Regions from separate parts of the Zea mays genome. Here all the other regions are linked to region 1. The links are chromatin contacts, called in public Hi-C maps. All regions are on one chromosome and are shown on one strand. Each heading gives the region's core, a stretch centred on a gene start, on an enhancer-like site or on the middle of the called end of the contact. The rest is flanking DNA. Distances are from core to core; before and after follow the strand shown. Region 1 holds the start of LOC103653473 (polypyrimidine tract-binding protein homolog 1). Region 2 holds the start of LOC100280410 (chlorophyll a-b binding protein 4). Region 3 holds the start of LOC100382520.

Region 1 (4,194 bases), core at 292-2,791:
TGCAAATCAGGCGACATCATAAAAATTATGCAAACCAGAGTCAAAGGTAGAATATGAAACATAACAACGATATCCAATTAAAATGTCAGGTATGTGGCCTAGAGCTGGGACTCGCATAATCCATTGTTGTACACATGAGCAAGTTACGGATGTGCTATAAACCAAGGTATATTATTGTGCCCACTGCGAATGGTAGGAAAAAAATACATGTGATTACTTATAGAATAATGGAGCCTGTATTTGTACAACTGGAGACCTTTTCCCTGGAATAGAATAGCAAGCAGACTCGTTTTGGGCATTGAATCGAGCACTTGAAGGACACAAAACAACAAGAGTAGAGCACAACACGGCGTTGCTGAAGGCAAACCTGATGGCATCGGTGTGGATCGACGTGCCACTGGTGTTGCGGTATGACACGTCGGACACGACCATGGCGGAGGTCTGGTTGGCACAAGAGCTGCCACTGCCGCTGCCGCCATCACTCTACTAGGGCACATCGTAGTAGAACTGGTCAATGACGATAGGGTGGCCAACACCGTGCATGACCACGATGGCGAAGCGCACGCCACGGACGTACCCGGCCCCGCCCAGACACGTCTTGACCCGCACCCCGTTCTATGTGCGGCTGATCCCCGTCGTGTCCAATGCCACGTCCTCCACCGTCGCGAATGATAATGCAAGCAGTGCGTAAATGGCAGCACCTAGGAGGAGGGGGCGCACCCAGGAAGGGGTAGCTGGTTATCTTACCTTAGGGCGGGACGCGAGCGGCGTTGTGGTCGCGGCATGACGCGTGCATAAGGCCCAGCATGGTCGGTGTTGGGTGGCGCGAAGGCACGGCGGCGCTGCTAGGTCGGCGAGCGGGCTATGTCGCGGTGTGGCTGCGCCGTAGGGCGGGCGCACAGCGAAGCCGCGCGAGCACAACGCGCTATGAGGTGACGGTGTGCGCGCCGAGGGGAGGGGATGCAGACTTCGTGGCGACGTTTTTTTGGGGGAGACCTCGCACCACAGGGACTGCTTGGTGAGGAAGGAGATAGGAAGGGCGGCGATATGGCGGGGCACCTCTGGAGGTTGCCGGTGACCCTGTGCTTGAAGCCCGGGGACAGGTTGACCTACCACCCTGCTACCTCCTTCTACAGGACGCGGCGTGGAGCTGTGCCGGCACGCGGCCGAGAGCACCGGACACCAGAGCGCTGGAGCCGAAAGCAGGAAGGACACGACGGCGCGGCGTGAAGATTCACGGTCGCGGAGACGACCGAACGGGGGCGCACAACAACATGGCTACTTTGCTAGGGAGGAGGGGACACGGAGCGCCGACCATCTCCACTGGCGCGGGGGGGAGGGAGGTGGTGTAGTTGCGGGCACCCATGGTAATGGGAGCTCTGGGAGAGATCTGGAAGCTTCGCGGGCGTCGCAGGGTAGGATGTTTCGTCATACGTCGATGCGTGATCCAACGACTGCAATTTTAGATGGTGACGTGGATAGGCTAGGCAACGTGGTTTTGGACCGGCTTTGTTGTATAGGAAATAGCCGCACTAGTTGTCGCTTACACGTGGGGCCACACGCGCGCCCTCTCGACCGCTCGCCGGATGCGCCTCATGCCCTCACCAATCATCATCGTCACCTTCTGGATTGGAACCACGGTCACGAAGCGCAGCCCAAGCCAGCCCCATCCCCCACCCCCCATTTCCCCAATAGGCCAACCCCGTCTCCCTCCTCAGCAACGTGCTCGGTTTCTTCCTCCCTCGAATCGGCTGCACCCCGTGCCGCGATACGAAAACCCACCAAACCCTAACCCTAGCTGCAGTGCCACTACCGCCCGCTTGCCCGGTCTCCGGAGAGGAAGCCGACCCAAGCAACGATGCCGTCCGGGTCAGCGACGCAATTTCGGTACACGCAGACGCCGTCCAAGGTGCTGCACCTGCGGAACATGCCGTGGGAATGCACCGAGGAGGAGCTCGTCGAGCTCTGCAAACCCTTCGGCAGGGTCGTAAACACCATGTGCAACGTCGGCGCCAACCGTAACCAGGCATTCGTCGAGTTTGTAAGCCCCTGCTCCCTGCTCGACTTCCTCCTTCTCGGATCGATTGTGATGTCGGTAGCGATTTGCGGTGGCTTCTGTAGAGATGACTGAGATTACGAGGAATTCGCGATTGTCGATTTAGGTGTTAGAGATTCAATGTTATTAAAACTACGTTTAAAGGTCAAAACTCTAATTAGAGGTTGAAACAACATTTTAGTTTTGGCGTTCTAAACTGTAAAACACAGCGTTTTACACCATTAGCTACTTTTGGGCCCAATCTGTTAGTTACTTTTGGGTCCAATCCGGCTCATGGGGAAGTTTTTGGTAAGCCACTAACTTTTGGTATTTGACTTCATGTTATTGTCTGAAATTATGATATATTGGTATTTTTCCTATGTTGTTTAAAACTGCGTTTAAACTTTGTTTAAATGTTTAAAAGTCAAAACTTCACCCATGAGCGTTTCAATGTTTTATCGTTTTAATAACCTTGTAGAGATTGCATCTACTGATTGCACCATTGCATAGTGATTGTACTGTTTCATGGTGTTCATAGTGGTAAACTATAAGCATAAGCAATATGCGTCAGGTACTAGGTTTCCTGTGGGACATGTCTTAGATCATGATTTAGGTAATTCATGATATTTAGGGGGTGTTTGGTTTCTAGGGACTAATTTTTAGTTTATTTTATTCCATTTTTGTCCCTAAATTGTTAGATACGGAAACTAAAACAGAATTTTAGTTTCCGTATTTGGTAATTTAGGGACTAAAATGGAATAAAATGGAGGCACTAAGAATTAGTCCCTAGAAACCAAACAACCCCTTAATCTCATCTATTGAGATGTTTTTTGTTTGATGTCAGGGTGCTGGTTGGGAGTAGTTAGTATTATTTCATCAAACTTTTAGGTTGGACTGCTGTTTTCACAGCTGTATACTATTACAGATGAGGTGCCAACTTACAACAACAGTGCCACTATTAGATTAGATGCCTTGGCTTTAAGCCATGCATTTGGAATATGCTGTTCTAGCTTGATATTCTAAGGTATTAATGTTCATTTTTCTTTTTTTTGTGGTTTAATGTGATTATTTTACATGGATTTTCAGTACTCCTATGTTGTGTCCAATCTAATGTAAGCTAGAATTTGGATGAGATTGTACTCATCATAAGTGGCACACAGCCCAGCCCACATGTCCTATCATTCACTATTTTTCTCATGGAACACACGATATGCTGATATTGTATAGAGAAAAAACTGGTTTTGTTTGTTTACTTGATTCTCTGTGTACATTTAGAGAAACACATAATTTTCTCAGCTTTTTTGTATTTTTATGAAGTAGTGCACAGTTGTATTATATTTTACTGAGTGATGATGAATGTGGCGAAGTTTAAGAGGATGAAACTTGGAGGAATATGATAACTTCATCTTCTAATGCTCCTTTGTATCCAATGTTGGGCGTGTTTGGTTTCACTTATAATCCGCTTATAGATGAAAATGAGCAAGAATTTCTCCAAACGCCTACATTATTTTTGTTTGTCATAGAATCAGCAGTTCACCTGTTGAACTAATAAGCGAGACTCGAATAATCGCGAAAATCTTTGTGTTTCCTAGAATCTAAGCATGGTGAGGAGAAGCGATTGCTCCTCATCCTAGAACCAGGGATGAAATGCCGGTCTAGTTGATATATAATTTGCAGCATCAGTATTATTATGTTAACTACTAGCAATGGAATCAAGTGCTAGCTGGCATGTTGTTACTTATAAGATCTGTTTAATATCATGTGGGGCCTCAGGGAAGGCATCTTATAGAAAGATATTTTATTCTATGCAGAATATGAAATATTTTTCAGTAGCAGTTGTTTTTCAAATTTTTTACAAGAAAATTGAAGTTGTGGACTGTATGCTGCACTTGCAGAGTTTTTAGTTCTATATTATTCGAATCTCCTGCTTAGTCAGTGTTCCTTACAGTTGTCCCTTCAACATGCACATTTTCAGGCAGATCAAAACCAGGCAATTTCAATGGTGTCCTATTATGCTTCATCTTCAGAACCTGCTCAAGTTCGCGGTAAAACTGTCTATATCCAATATTCAAACAGGCAAGAAATTACCAACAATAAAGGCACTGGGGATTCTTCTGGCAATGTCCTACTTGTAACTTTTGAAGGCGTTCAGCCTAATG
Region 2 (4,189 bases), core at 251-2,750, 150 kb after region 1:
TTGTGCTTGATGGATTATAGTATTTTTTATGTTTTTGCAACGAGTACAAAGGAGCCTAAAATTTAGGCCTCCTTTGGAATGCATGATTGGTGAAATGTAGGAACAGGAAAAAACATAGGAATATAATTGCTTGACACTTACAATTTTACAGGAATTGAAAACACAGGAAAACTTCTAATATAGCGTTTAGACGCAACATATGAAGAACACCGAAATTAGAGGAGAGAGCCTAAAATTTAGGCCTTTTTTGGAATGCATGATTGGTGAAATGTAGGAACAGTAAAAACATAGGAATAGAATTGCTTGACACTTGCAATTTTACAGGAATTAAAAACACAGGAAAACTTCTAATAGAGCATTCGGATGCAACATATGAAGAACATAGAAATTAGAGGAGAGGTCGGACCTCATATTAGAAATCCTACAAAATCTCACTACAAAAGGCCATTCCATAGGAATTTTATAGGATTTGCAGAAATTCAATCCTTTGTTCCAAAGAACCATATAGGAAAATTTTATGTAGGTTTTCAATCCTCTAAAATTCCTCCACATTTCCTTTGTTCTAGAAGTGGCCTCAGTGGAGTTCATGATGTGTCAGGCGGAAAATGTCACCAAATGAATGTTGCCACATAATCTCGTACATGTTTGCCATGTCATCGCGTACTTGACGACTTTGCGCATGTGCCACCACGTCATTGCGTACGTGGACGCCACGTGTTAACCAAGTTACCGTACATGTGTCAACCAGGACCACGCCCCGTGTCCGCCACGTGCGTGGATGCCATGCTGGTTACGTCGTGTTTATCGTCACATTTGCAACACTTATTTTGTAATGGATTATGTTGTATTATCATTGTGTTGTATATGTGGTGCGATAAACACGACGACAATACTTTCATCATAACTTCATTATGAATATTTTTAGCAGCAATATTGGTATTTATTTACTGTGATAAAGAATTAAAGATGATGTACCTTAGAAGTGAATTTTTCTAGTAGTGCAAGTCGAACTGTTAATCCAAAACTTCTCACTGCGCAGGAAGATACTTCTCTTGTCGGTCGGTCACAAACAAGGTCAGTGCCATCGAGATTTTTTTCCCCCTAGGCCACCACAGCGCAAAAGGACTGGCGAGTAATGAGATGACAGAATCTAGACACGAAAGCTCGGAACCAGACATTTCTCAGGCCTGCCTGTCCGACGTGGCTGCCAGCACAAGCCATGGCTGACACCGCCATCCAATGACAACACGCGGTTTGATTCCCCCGTATCCCATTCCCAGCATCCGGATAACGCTGGCTGGATAAGAGACGGGGCTTCTCATTGGCCACACCCGTCCCGGGCAGCGTCCCGTCCGTCCGATCCGACAGCACGGCGTATCTACGCCGTCGGCCGCAGCCGGCGCCTGCTGGCCACACCCGCCGGACCGGCCCGGCAGGTGGCAGTTTAATAGTACAAACCAGGCTGATCCTGGCGGCAAGGACCAACGTGCTCGATCTCCATCTCGACCGTCGCTCACCGGGAAGCTACGCTACGACGAAGCATGGCGTCCGTCACCGCCCGCGCCCCGGTCGCAGCCCTGCGCCCGTCGTCGTCGTCGGCCTTCCTTGGCCACTCTAGCCGCCTCGGCCGCACTGCTACCGCGTCGCCGACGAGGCGGAGCCTCAAGGCGGAGGCCAAGGGCGAGTGGCTCCCGGGCCTTCCCTCCCCCGCCTACCTCGACGGCAGGTCAGTAGTGTTTCTTTTCCTGATTAACTCTGGCCAGCGACGCCGACTGACGCACCCATGGCCATGTCAGCCTGCCGGGTGACAATGGCTTCGACCCGTTGGGCCTGGCGGAGGACCCGGAGAACCTGAGGTGGTACGTGCAGGCGGAGCTGGTGAACGGGCGGTGGGCGATGCTGGGCGTGGCCGGGATGCTGATCCCGGAGGTGCTGACCAAGGCCGGGCTGATCAACGCGCCGCAGTGGTACGACGCCGGCAAGTCGGAGTACTTCGCGTCGTCGTCGACGCTGTTCGTGATCGAGTTCATCCTGTTTCACTACGTGGAGATCCGGCGGTGGCAGGACATCAAGAACCCCGGCAGCGTCAACCAGGACCCCATCTTCAAGAGCTACAGCCTGCCGCCGCACGAGTGCGGCTACCCCGGCAGCGTCTTCAACCCGCTCAACTTCGCGCCCACGCTCGAGGCCAAGGAGAAGGAGCTCGCCAACGGTGAGTTGCATTGCATTGCACCATCTCATCTCACCGCCGCCGGTCGTCGTCGGCCACTTCCGATCCTTCTCTGACGTTATTAATTCTGCAGGGAGGCTGGCCATGCTGGCGTTCCTGGCCTTCCTGATCCAGCACAACGTCACCGGCAAGGGGCCCTTCGACAACCTGCTGCAGCACCTGTCCGACCCATGGCACAACACCATCATCCAGACCCTGTCGGGTTGAGTCGACGGTCCATCAGGTCATGTGGTCCGAGCTGAAAGGCCGAGACTCGAAGACAGTTCGTGTGATGCGTTCTTAATCGACTGAGGGCTAAGGAATGTGACGTACTGGTATATGTACATTAGTTGAAGCGGAGGCTATAAAGGGTGTAGAGATTGTTTCATCAGTGTATATCATCTGTCCCGATGGGTTTTGTTTTGTGCTTTTCACGATTCATTGTGGAAGCACATGTATTATTAGTACAAGAACTGCTAGTAGATATATAGGCTTATAATTAAGCACGACTTCTAAAACCTCAACGTACGTATGTGAAAGCCCCATATGATGGTAAACAAAAGGAAAATACAACATTACATTTGTATATGGTATATGCAGGAAATAGTGTAATATTACAAAGAGAAACAACCCCTCACGGTGCTAGCTGGAAGGCAACCTAGTACAGATCACTCATCAACTGCCAACGACCAACTGATCAGGTAGCTGTGCGTGCAGATCAGGCAAGCCCGTTAATGAAGATAGAGCCATATATAAAAGCATACTGCATACGCTAAAGTAGCTCCTTGATAACCATGATCTACTTGGATTTTGTGTGTACGTGATCAATTGTCTGATATTATGTTTCGCAGAAAAGGAGGTGAGCGACGAGGCGGCGTCTAGAATACAACCTGAAGAAACGAGTAGCATTGGTAGATCGATTGTCTTGAGACACAATAATAGTGATATGAATAATTTTCATAAATCAAAGGCTGATGAAAATAAATCTTTTTTGACCGAAATTCGCAAATTTTCGTTAGCGTAGCCTAATTTTCAGCCATCTCTGGCTCCTACCGATTAATAGGTAAAAATTAGCAAGTTTTCGTTGCCAGCCCACAAAAAATAAGCAATTACAAATAACTTTCCCTAACCAATGGAAGTTACTTAATTTTCGTCGGCTATTCTTAGTTGACAAAAAATTCCATGTTACATATATATAGCCCTGGTTTTCCAAATAGTGATCGAAAGTCCTGAGCCTCTAACCCAACGGTCTATTTCAATCCAGCTACACCACCTCAAACAGATCAGGCCTCGAGCTGGCTATAAAAGCTACCCGAGACCACCACAAATTAGGGTTTCAGCGGCGGAGGCGGTTGCGCGACAACGGAACCAACGCGTGTGGGCAGGTCAGGCGCGGACGGCGTGGGCGAGCGGATCCGACGCGTGCGGCGCACGACGATGGTCGACGTGCAAACGACGCGGACGGGCGCGACGCTGGCCGACACGCGGCAGGGCGGGTCCTACGCGGAAATGTGTTCGCGGCAGGCGGACGGACGCGGCACTAGCGGTCCGCCGCGGACGGATGGACAACGAGGACCATCAGTCGGGGCATCGTCATCCTCGATATCGGCCCGTCACAGGGAAAGCGGCGGCGACGGACTTCCCTAGATGACTAAAATCAAATGCACGAGTGAAACTTTAGAAAATCTAAAAATTAAGCTTTCTACTCCAACAAGGATAAAGAAAAAGCCCAAACAAAAACACCACAACACCAACTAGTGGTTGAATGCTTTAGAAAAGTTTCTAGGATATATCAACCAAAAAACGGATCGCAAGCCAGAACTATGAAAGCACTCAAAATGGTGAGCTACCAGGAGAGCGCAACAATGTTGCACTCACGACTGGCACTACTGCTCCTTGGTACTACTGGGCAAAGCCTGATACTGCTAGGCTACAGTGCACCTGCTCCACATGTGACAGTGTCATGCTCCTTGCCTCAAC
Region 3 (4,651 bases), core at 552-3,051, 170 kb after region 1:
ACCTAAGGTCGCGGTGTAGTCAAGCTACCGGTGGCGGAGATGGTGGAATCGGACGGCCTTCTATCTACAAAAAGTAACATAGTAGTCTCAATAAAAAATTATGCAGCACCTCCACTACAAGATGAGGTTTCTAAAACATGCAGAGAAACGAACAACACAATGGATGACATCCACACTTTTCAACACAGAAAACAGCACGAGGCTAACATCTAAGTAGCTATCAAACTATATTCACTAACAACTAAGTAACTATCTAACTATATTCACTAAATATACTAAGCAAAACGAAATAAACTATGTAACTAAACTAACTAAACTAAGTAAATAAACTTAGATTATATAGATGAAAACAGTTTAATGGAACCTATATATGCCTATATATACCTATATATAAGTAATGAAACAGTTAATGAAAACAATTTAATGGAACCATGTAGACCTATATATAAGTAATGGAAACGGTTAACTTAGATTAAATAGATGAAAACAGTTTAATGGAAACAATTAATTTTTTTGAAACAGTTAACTTATTGGATTACACAGGTAGTTATTTATGTTGATAGTAATAGCGAAAACAATTCTCTCCCCTCGATCAGAGCAGCTGCGACCAAGTCCAAGTATATGGAAACAATTTAATGGAAAGACGATAACATACACCAAAAAGAATTCCTGTTTTATAACATAACGACACTTCTTGTTTCTTAGGTTACAAAAAAAATATTGTCAGAATTGTCTCTATCTGAATCTGTGACGCCGAGCTAGGGCCACGTCGACGTCTCGTCAACACTTGACGACGTTACCACATCAGACCTCGGCGTCACAGGCTACAATGTCGAGCTGTGTTGGCTCGACGCCACAACCTATGAAGCCAAATAAAGAGTCCAAAATAAGAAATAATCGTTAAGTAAATGTTATTTTTTTTAAAAAAGAGACTAAAATAAAAAAAATCGGTCGTGTGTCCCTCCCAGCAAGCGAGAGGCGAGGCGGGGCTTTGGACAGAAGCTTCCTTTCGATCCCCGTCGCGATAGCTATGCTTGGTCGCTTGCTTTCGCGCGCCGAGATCTGGATTAGATTCCTTGATTCCCCTGTCACCGCCACAGGCCAAGGCGCAGTTTGTGCGCCACTCTGAAAGCCCCCACCTGAACGCTTGAGACCCAACGCAAAGCTCATCGTCAGATATAATAATATTCTCTCTCTTCCCTTCCCTTCCCTTCCCTTCCCCCTTCTTTTTCTCTTCTCCGTTCAATCAAGAGAGAGGGGAAAAAGCATGCTCCGTTTGCCCTCCTCTCCTCTGACAATTGCTTGTCCTGTCCAAATGCAATTCCTGACGGATCGTGCACGCCGGGGCCGGGGCACACCAGGCAGTGAGATCAAAGCAAGGCAGACGGACAGACAGCGCATCTTTGATGCATATGCGGCCGTGTGTCCACCTATCTATCTTACCTTCACTTCAAAGCAAGTTTTCGTGTGCCGGTAAAGCCAGCATTTGCTCGTGTCGTGAGACGGTGCTGGTGGTGGTGGTGGGGTTCCGAGGGAGGAGAGAATCCATCCGGTCCAAGGAGCAAGCAGGCGAGGAGAGGGTGAGAGGAAACAGCAAGAGAACAACAGCAATGCAATGCGACGCATGCAATGGCCCCGGCCCCCTTTCGCTTCTCTCGTCTCCTTTTTTTTTTAATCTCGAAAGAAAAGAAAACCAAGAAAAAAAACTCTATCCTTTCGAGAGGGGTTGTAGCTGAACTGTTTCGCTTTTGCCGCGCCTACTGCCGAAAGATTCTCCCTCTTTCAGGTCAAAGAAGTGAAAGCAAAAGCAGCAAACGATTGAGGCGGTGCCGGTGGTGACATGGAGGGAGGGGGCGCGGGCGCCAAAAGAAGATGCTGCCATGGCCCGGCCAGGCCCCAGCTGCTGCCCTCACGCGCGGCGCCATATTCCCCCTTGTGTTGTGTTGTGCCTTGCCGCCGATTCGCGGCCCCGGGCGTATCCATACATATACCGCCGGAGGCGGAGACAGGGACGGAATATCTCTGGGCCGGGCGGGGCGGTGGTGGAGTCCCAGGAAAGCAAAGCAACCGACCGACGCAGCCAGCCGGCCGGCCGGCCTATAAGAGCCCCCGCGCGGCTCGCGGTGGCATCGACCGTCGGTCGATCACCCGCTGAGCTTGCTTGTTTTCCTGCCGCGGTCGCTGCTTGGCCAGGACCAGCTGCTTGCTGCCGTCGTCTCGTCTGCGGCTACTCCGGCCTCTCATGCTGGCCACGCCACCGACGCTGCGATACGAAGCGCCGCGGTGGGCACGTCGGAAATGGCATCGTCGCTGGGAGTGGGTGGTCAGCAGCAGGGGCACGGGCACGGGCACGGCGAGGCCAGGGCGCGGCTCAGGTGGACGCGCCAGCTGCACGACCGCTTCGTGCTCGCCGTGGCCCAGCTCGGCGGCGCAGACAGTGAGTCCTCTCTTCTGTCCACCCCTCCATTCACAGTCACAGCCTCACAGGCAGTCCTTTGTCTGATGCTACCGTACCGACGACGTCGGCTTTCCCGTTCCTTGCCATTGGCTGCAGAGGCGACACCCAAGTCCGTGCTGAGGGCGATGGCCGTGCCGGGGCTCACGCTGTACCACCTCAAGAGGCACCTGCAGGTCCGTCCGGCCACCGCCGAATTATTTCTCTCTTGGTTGGTTGATGACGATCGCGCGCTCAACTCTGCCTTGCCTCCTCCTTCCTGATCCATCGACCGTGTGCATGCGGTGCACGCGCACCACACTGCCGCTGCAGAAGTACCGGCTGGTGGCGGTGAGCCGAGGCGTCGCTTCCCCGCTGGGCGACAGCGGAGATGGCACCGACGAGCGTTCGTCCTCGTCCTCGGAGAACCAGCCGGCGGACGAGTGCGACGACGGTACCGTCGCCGAGCCGCATGGCGATTCTTCCAGGAGCGTGGCGCGGATGCAGAGGAAGCTGCAGGAGCAGATCGAGGTAAACGAAACGATAGAGTCCGGTCGGTCGATCACCATTGTCCCGACCTTGTGGTTGTGGCAGTGAAATCCATTAGGTTTCAGGCTTTCAGCCGATTGTGTGCCGCCGGTTCGTGCTTGGCTGCTGATCAAGCCGAGCTCGGCCATTCATGACCACACACATCCATACATGGTGGCAGGTGCAGCGGCACCTACAGCTGAGGATCGAGGCGCAGGGGAGGTACCTGCAGTCCGTGCTGCGCCGGGCGCAGGAGGTCCTCGCCGACCACGGCCTGGGCTCGGCAGCCGGCGCGGAGGCGGAGCTGGCCTCCGCGGTGGACACCGGGTCCCTGTCCTCCTCCTGCTGCTGCTCCCCGACGCGCCGCCGCTCCGCCGACAGCTGCGTGACGTCCTCCTCTTCGGAGGCCGAGAGCCAGGCCCCCGTCGGCGGCGCCACGTGGCTCCACACGTGCGCCGGTACGCGCGACTGCTCCGTTGAGCAACAGCCGGTGCAGGGGGAGAAGAGTACATTCCTGCAGAGGCACGGGGCAGCAGAGGACGGCACTTCGTCTGAGATCGATCCCAACGGCAACAGGTAGGGGACGGAGTCGGAGATCGTGATCGGAAGCATCTCTCTGCTCTGCATGTGCCCAGCGTCGGAGAACAGGGAATGAATGATTGGCGGGGTGGCCTTCAAGGTTGGGACTTGGGGAGGGGGGCCAGGCTTTTGAGCAATGTCTGCTGCTGAAACAGCTACCTGCTCTGCTCTTCGTTCCAGAATATGATGTGCATGTTTATTTTCGTTTATGCGAATGGTTCTTGTGTTTCATGTAAAAAAATTATGACTGCAACTCGAGGAAGGGCCAGCTGCAAATGATGCATGCAGTGTGCTTGAGGTAGCAGTACAATGCAAGGATGATTGCATGGTACAGAACTGTAGTAGCTACTATATTATTAGTAAGATTGTATGCCATCAGTGAGATTGATGCCTTAAGAGGGTAATGGCATGAGAACTGGAAAAGGTTTAGAATGTATATTAAGGCCTCATTTGAAATAGAGGATTAGTAAAAATATATGGATGAGAAAAATGTAGGAATAAAGTTGCATGCCACCTTCAATTTCATAGGAAAATTTTTAAGAGGTTGGACCTCATATTAAAAGTCCTCCCAAATCTCTACAATGCATAATTCCATAGAAATTTTATAGGATTTATAACAACTTAATCCTTTGTTCCAAAGGACCACATAAGAAAACTTTTCATAAGGTTTTAATCCTTTAAAATCCCTTCACTTTTTCCTTGTTCCAAAGGAGGTCTAAGCTTCAAATTCCAAACCTGGTATGAGGTACTGAATAGCGGGTCTGTTAGACCATCTTCAGCAGCTTATCTATACACATGCCCGTATTCAAACTACACTCTATAAATAGTACAATCTACAATATAAAATGATGCAAAACGGTGTTTTTATTGACCATATAGATGCAATGTACAACACTTCACCAATATGGTCATCAAAAACACCTTTTGCACTATTTTGCACTGTAGATTGTGTTGTTTGTATAGTTTAGTTTGAATATGGGTATAAATATGGATAAACTACTGGAGATGGTCTTACAACACTTCGGTGTCACACCCGGATTTAAGGGATAAAGTCAGGTGCATCTCATATATGCGCCAAAGAAGACAACACATAGAATAATAGAGTGTATA

Evidence for each region. A called contact is a pair of places that touch in the nucleus more often than the background predicts.
Region 2: a contact with region 1 is called in a Hi-C map of leaf, with 5 times the contacts expected there. The contact joins the promoter of LOC100280410 here to the promoter of LOC103653473 in region 1. A contact is called at or near these places in 2 of 25 Hi-C or Micro-C datasets (ear and leaf).
Region 3: a Hi-C map of leaf shows a contact between it and region 1, with 5 times the contacts expected there. The contact joins the promoter of LOC100382520 here to the promoter of LOC103653473 in region 1. A contact is called at or near these places in 2 of 25 Hi-C or Micro-C datasets (ear and leaf).

Annotation. Positions count from the first base shown.
Region 1 is chr4:86,231,025-86,235,218 of Zm-B73-REFERENCE-NAM-5.0, forward strand. LOC103653473 (polypyrimidine tract-binding protein homolog 1) reads left to right here and starts at 1,542. Exons shown (of 11, transcript XR_004857780.1): 1 at 1,542-2,041; 2 at 4,011-4,194.
Region 2 is chr4:86,378,650-86,382,838 of Zm-B73-REFERENCE-NAM-5.0, forward strand. LOC100280410 (chlorophyll a-b binding protein 4) reads left to right here and starts at 1,501. Exons shown (of 3, transcript NM_001317925.1): 1 at 1,501-1,726; 2 at 1,797-2,212; 3 at 2,304-2,723. The coding sequence starts at 1,542. The coding sequence ends at 2,437.
Region 3 is chr4:86,401,583-86,406,233 of Zm-B73-REFERENCE-NAM-5.0, forward strand. It overlaps LOC100382520, which reads left to right and starts at 1,802. Exons shown (of 3, transcript NM_001175257.1): 1 at 1,802-2,437; 2 at 2,555-2,631; 3 at 2,768-3,976. The coding sequence starts at 1,881. The coding sequence ends at 3,117.